2 separate regions of the Gossypium hirsutum genome follow, and region 1 is linked to region 2. The links are chromatin contacts, called in public Hi-C maps. All regions are on one chromosome and are shown on one strand. Each heading gives the region's core, a stretch centred on a gene start, on an enhancer-like site or on the middle of the called end of the contact. The rest is flanking DNA. Distances are from core to core; before and after follow the strand shown.

The links. A called contact is a pair of places that touch in the nucleus more often than the background predicts.
Region 1: a Hi-C map of leaf shows a contact between it and region 2, with 1.8 times the contacts expected there. The contact joins the promoter of LOC107920542 here to the enhancer-like site in region 2. A contact is called at or near these places in 3 of 34 Hi-C or Micro-C datasets (hypocotyl and leaf).

The regions. Positions count from the first base shown.
Region 1 is chrD13:25,081,004-25,084,053 of Gossypium_hirsutum_v2.1, reverse strand. LOC107920542 (pentatricopeptide repeat-containing protein MRL1, chloroplastic) reads left to right here and starts at 1,387. Exons shown (of 19, transcript XM_016850295.2): 1 at 1,387-1,820; 2 at 2,291-3,023. The coding sequence starts at 1,494.
Region 2 is chrD13:24,559,941-24,563,242 of Gossypium_hirsutum_v2.1, reverse strand. LOC107919549 (a long non-coding RNA gene) reads right to left here. Exons shown (of 3, transcript XR_001690383.2): 3 at 3,274-3,302. Among protein-coding and RNA genes, the nearest start is that of LOC107919549, 3.2 kb to the right of the region's middle. Within about 2 kb of position 1,277, at least 3 of the 9 cell types and tissues checked have an H3K27ac peak or open chromatin away from gene starts, as enhancers often do. A contact at or near this core is called in leaf, where this site is marked.

The sequences.
Region 1 (3,050 bases), core at 138-2,637, 520 kb before region 2:
AATTGCTTACTCTTTCAACTAATAAAAGACTACGCTCAATTTTTAAAAATTAAAGGCAATTTTATATAACATTAAATTCTAACAAAATAAAACACTATAAACTATTGTACAAATATTATCGTTATAAAAAAAGTCCAATAAAAAAATTGGTGCTTTCACTTTTAGTGCTGATATGGTAGAAAGCGCTTCTAGTTGAAAGCGTTTTTTGCAAATCACTTGACAACATTTCCACTTGGACTCGTTTTTCTGAATTTCACCTAAAAAGCTTCCAGCTAAAAGCGTTTCGTAAAATTAGCCTATTCTTGTAATTCTTCCAAAATAAGACATAATCTGATAAATTTTAAAAATTTTTGGCATTTATTGATAATTTAGCCCCTTAAATTTGTCAAATATCACCCAATAAATACTTGAATTAAGTTTAAAATAATTTCATTATATGGAGCAGGCAAGCTTAATTTAGTCCATACTTTCATATACATTTCAAGTCAATTATTCTCAATTCAATGAATGAACCATACGATTCAGAGAGAAAAAAATAGAAAACACTCATCGTAGATAGTGAATGACAAACTCTATCAACACAACAAAGATTTTAATATCAATAATAATAAAATATTATGATACGTTAACGATTAACACATTGATAATTCCTTTAAACTTTAAAAATTAATAATAATAATTCAGCAAAAGCAGATTTATATTAACAATCTTGCAAGTAATAACCTCAATAACTCTATGTAAAAAAATTAGGCATATTCTCAAAGCCAAAAATATAATAAATGTCTCCAACATTCTTCCCTCACAAGAATAGAAGTAACTCAACATGTGCATCACAAATAATGGCATATTATGCACTTCATTCTTATTGCTTCAAAACTTCAACAATAATTATTAAATTTATTAAGTTTTGTTACATTTATTTTTCAGTTTATTATTTTCACACATTGCTTATAGAAAGTAAGTTAATATATTAAAGGTTATCTTTTGTATTAAAATTAAAATTTTTAAATTCAAAAAATATAGAGACTAAGAATGATTTAATTGAAGAAAATGAACCAACTTTAAACATAGTATATCACTGATAACAAAATTTAACCAAATAAATTTGATTACTATCATTTAAGTCTGTATTAAAATTTCAAAATTTCAAAATACATAAATTAAAAATAATTAATTCAAAAAACCACAGAAACTAAAATTAATCAAAATAAAATAACTAAAATTTATCTAATTGAAGAATAAAAACTGTGAGTAGCAGAATTTGACCTTGGAAATTAACCTTTTTTAGTTTTTCTCTTTTCCTTTGCAAAATAACATTTTAATTGAAGAAAAGAAAGGAGAGGCATTTTTTGCTACGTCAGCAACAATATCCGGTAGTGGATCACTAATAACTACTGAAACAGAACATCGTTCATTTCGTTGAACTCGATAAGCTCCTCTCCTCTCTCTTTTGCCACCCTATCCTCTCTTTTCTTTTCTTTGAGCTTCTTTCAATGGATTCCAACTTAATCTTCTTGTCTCCAAAATTCCAAACCCCAAATTTCCTACCTTCTTACCCATTCTCCTCTTCCACTACCCGTCCTCTAATCAGCCGACAATTCCTTGGTTTCACTCACTCCCTCTGGCCTCCCGGAGGTGCTTCTTCCCTCCGAAAGAAACGCAAAAACTTGGCCTTTCTGCGCTTCCAACCTCCCCGCTTTGTTTCCAGAGCTTCTATCGACTCCAATTTGGTTTTCGTTGTCATCGGTGTAACCGCTTTATCTGCTTTATCTCTTGCTTTCTATAATCAATTTTTTAGAAAGAGTCAGACTTCAAAAAAGGTGAGTTTACTTAACTGATTGAATTGAAGTCTGGTTTAGCTAAAGTTCTGCTGAATTGTGTTCTTCTTTCAGTAGCTGGTTTTCATTATTCAAGTGTTGGGACTTGGGATTATGGTTATTATGGAAAGAACTATCCGAGAAGGCTTGAAAATTTTGAGTTGTGAATGCGCAGCTAAAAATGAGAAAGTTGGTTTAAACATTCAGAAGAAGTTTTTGAGAATGCACAGCTAAAAATGAGAAAGTTGGTTTAAACATTCAGAAGACGTTTTTGATCATAAATTAATATGCCTTGATGCTTATATTATAATTGTTGCAGAACTAACTTGGGTGCACTGTTTATTTCATGGTAATTCTGATGATTTTCCTTTCTATATTAGGATTCTCTAAATTCTGAAATTTGGGTTGCCTTTGGATTTAGTTGAGTTTTTTTAGACGTGACTAACTTTTTCGATTATGATGCCCATGCACAGGTATCTGGTTCGTCACGTTCTGCCTTACGTCAACAACGACAAGGAAAAGATGTGGTGATCCAGACTGCTGACCATCAGATTTTGGAAACGGGGGATCTTCAAAGGGATACTTTTGCAAAAGAAAATGGCGGTTTGACAGAGCACATGAAGGAAGTGAATGATGCTTCTGAAAGTAAAGAGGTGCTTTTGCAAGAAACTGCTGTGGTGAATGGTGATTCCATGTTGACTAAGGCATCAGAGTCGAATGGTGCTGATTTTCTTGCATTTAATGCTAATGATTCTGATGTTCTTGAAGAATCTGGAACTACTGTTCTACCTCTTCAACCTACTGTGCTGCTTGAATCAGGAGCAGGACAGCCATTTACCTTTGCAACACAAAGGTCAGGACTTCATTTGGAAGAACGAGTAAATGAATTTGAAGCTGATTACCCTAGACTAGCTGTGGAACCCAAGTCTAGTGCTTCTTCTGTACTAGTAGAAGATGCTGTTGTCCTTATCGGAGAAGATAAAGTTAGAAATTATGACATATTCAGAGAATCCGGCAGAGAAGAGCTTCACACCTTCTACGAGGCTGATCACTTGGGGGCAAAATCTTCATCAAACTTGACTCTAAAACCAGTGTCTTCTCATTTTCTCTCTTCAAATAGCAATAAGTTTTCTTCACTGAAGCTGAAGCTGAACAGTGAACTAAACAAAGATGCATTATCAGCGAAGAATTCTCTCCAAACAGCAGGTTATGCCAAAAAAAGACATCTGTCAT
Region 2 (3,302 bases), core at 28-2,527:
GCAAGTTCATAACCTACCATTAGGGTTCTTGACTGAAGGAATGACAAATCAATTCAGGAACTTAATCAGTCAATTTTTAGAATATGATACGAATTTGATTACTAGAGGGGGGGAATTCATGCGTATTAGAGTGAAATTTAATGTTCGTGTTCCCCTAAAACGAAAGAAAAAAAGTTATTTTTGACAAGAATAATTCAGTTTACGCACAATTTCAATATGAGAAAATTACAATGTTTTATTTCCTTTGTGGAAGATTAGGGCACAGGGAAGGCTTCTGCCCGGTTCGATTAACAATGGAAGAATAGAATGTGGAGTTCGGGTGGGATAGTTCGCTAAGGGCGCAATCAAAGAGAGTGATGCAAATGACAAGCCCATGGCTACGAAAGGAACCAAGAGAGGGGGTCAAAGTAGAGGAAAGAACAAATTGCAAACAACACAGGGGAAATCAATCAAATGAATCTCCATGGGAAAACAGGGGTAGCAAGTTGGGAAATCATAGAATGACTGGAAAGGGGAATGTTCAATCTAGGGCAAAATTCTTTAATTCATTAATTAATGAAAGAGTGTCTATCAAAGGCAAAGAAGTAGTGCAAGAAGAAGAGGACAGACCGCTTGCGATAAGGGAATGCCAAAAAAGACAAAGATTACATTGTGAAGGTCAAGAAGAAATCAACTCATATGAATTGGTGAGTTCCAACAAAGATAATGAATTAGAGCCGGCTGCTAGTAAGGCCGCAATGAAAATCCTAAGTTGGAATGTTTGCGGGTTGGGGTAATTACGAGTAATCCATCGTCTCAAACATAGTCTGAGACAAAATAGGCCCCAAATTTTGTTTTTTATTGAAACAAAAGTAAACACAAGAAAAATGGAAAGAATAAGGAAAAACTATGGTTTTAGAAATGGAATTAATATAGGAGCAAATGGTTCAAAAGGAGGCTTATTGTTAGGTTAGAAGGAGGAGGTGCACATAACTTTAAAGAATTGGAAGAGAAAATATGGAGATTTACTGGCTTTTATGGAGTACATGTGGAAGGATTGAGAAAAGATTTATGAAATTTAAAAAGACATCTTGAAAAGGAATATGATTCACCATGGGTCATGATGGGATATTTTAATGAGATAATGTTTTCATTTGAAAAAGAAAGGGGGACGTGTATGAGATAAAAGACAAATGAGCGCTTTTCGAGAGGTTTTACGAGAATGTGATTTAAGCGATTTAGGTTTTTCAGAACAGTGGTTTATTTGGAAAAGAGGAAGGCTACCAAGTAATAACATTAGAGAGAGACTCAACAGGGGAGTGGCAAATACTGGATGGTGGGACCATTTTCCAGGATACTCGATTGAGCATAGGCCACATAGTTTTTCTGATCATTGTCCAATTATGCTTAATACAACAGGAAAAGTTGAAGAACGAAATCTTGCCAGACCGTTTTATTTCAGATTCAATGCTAATTGGGTATTGGATGAAAATTTTGAAGAACAAGTGATTGAGGGTTGGAAGGCCTGTATGGGAGACGTTCCTGAGAAATTATCTATGCCTGGGACTAATTTAAGTAGATGGGCTAGCAAGAACAAGGCATGGAGAGAAGGAAGAAAACAAGGGTTATTCTCTAAATTGGAGCTGTACGAAGATGATCCCACCTATGAAGTCTTAGCACAAATCACGGATTTTAAAAACACAATTAGAGTCAATTGGCTTAAATTGGGCGATCAGATTACTTCTTTTTTTCATAAGGCTGCAAACGGGCGAAAGTAGAAAAACACAATTAGAGGCCTTAACGACGTTAATGGGAGATGGGTGGATGAAGAATCTGAACTTATTAACATTGCTTCTCATTTTTTTTCAAGATCTTTTCACATCTAAGGCAGTAGGCGAAGGTGATAGGATATTCGAAAGTAGTCAACCTTGCATATCGGATTTTTTGAATGAAGATTTAATGGCGGATTTTCAAAATGAAGAAGTTGTTGAAGCTGTGAAATCAATGTCACCGCTAAAAGCATAAAGATGGCTTTCCTGCTTTTTTTTTATAAAAAAATATATTATAGGGGACGATATTTGCAACTATTGTTTAGATATGCTAAAAGGAAAGATCTGCAAGAAATTAATAGAACAAATATTATTTTAATCCCCAAAACAAACTCACCAAGCAACATGAATCAATTCAGACGGATCAGTTTGTGTAATGTGCTCTACAAAATAATATCAAAGATATTGGTCAATAGATTTAGGAAGGTACTGAATACATGTATTGATGAGTAGCAAGGCGCCTTCATTTCAGGAAGATAGATCACAGACAATATTCTTGTGACATATGAAATTCTACATTCGTTCAAAAAGAAAAAGGAAGGATTGACAGAATCATTTGCCTTAAAAATCGATACGAGTAAGGCGTACGACAGGGTTGAATGGAATTTCATTGAAAAAATTATGGAAAAAATGGGCTTCTGTGATTGTTGGATTACTTTAATTATGAAGTGTTTCGACAGTGACATACTCAGTGGTTTTGAATGGGGTACAAGGAAAAGAATTTAAACCTAGTCAGGGATTAAGACAGGGGATCCCCTATTTATTATATGTGCACAAGGTTTCTCCAATCTGATCACAAGGGAAAAAAGTGCAGATTTTATTAAAGGAGCCAAGATAGGAAGAAGTAGTTTGGCAATCACGCATTTATTTTTTGCGGATGATAGCATACTGTTTGGAGAAGCGACAGAGGAAGGTGCAAGAGCGATAAAAACTGTGGTAACTGATTATATTGTGGTAACTGATTATGAAAATATATCGTGCCAAGTTATTAATTTTGATAAAACCCTAATTTACTTCAGCAAAAATACAAGTTTTAGCAATAGGGAGAAAGTGGAGAGAATCTTTGGCGTTTGAATTACAAATAATCCCGAGAAATATTTGGGATTACCAGCAATGATGGGGAGACGCAAAAGGCATGCTTTTAACAATATCAAAGAAAAAATTATTAAAAAATTAAAGAGTTGGAGCGTGAGGTTTTTATCTATTGGCGGAAAAGAAGTGTTGATAAAATGGGTGTTACAGGCAGTTCCAATTTAGGCAATGCAATGTTTTATGTTATCAAATTCTTTTTGCAGGGAATTAGAAAACACGTTTAACATATTCTGGTGACGTGATACAGTTACAAATAAAGGCATTCATTGGTGCAGCTGATCAGCCATGTGTAATACGAAATCGCAAGGGGGGATGGGGTTTAGGGACTTATCAAAGTTTAATGTTGCCTTGTTAGCCAAACAAGGATGGAATCTAATTATGAACCCCACCAGTTTGCTTGCA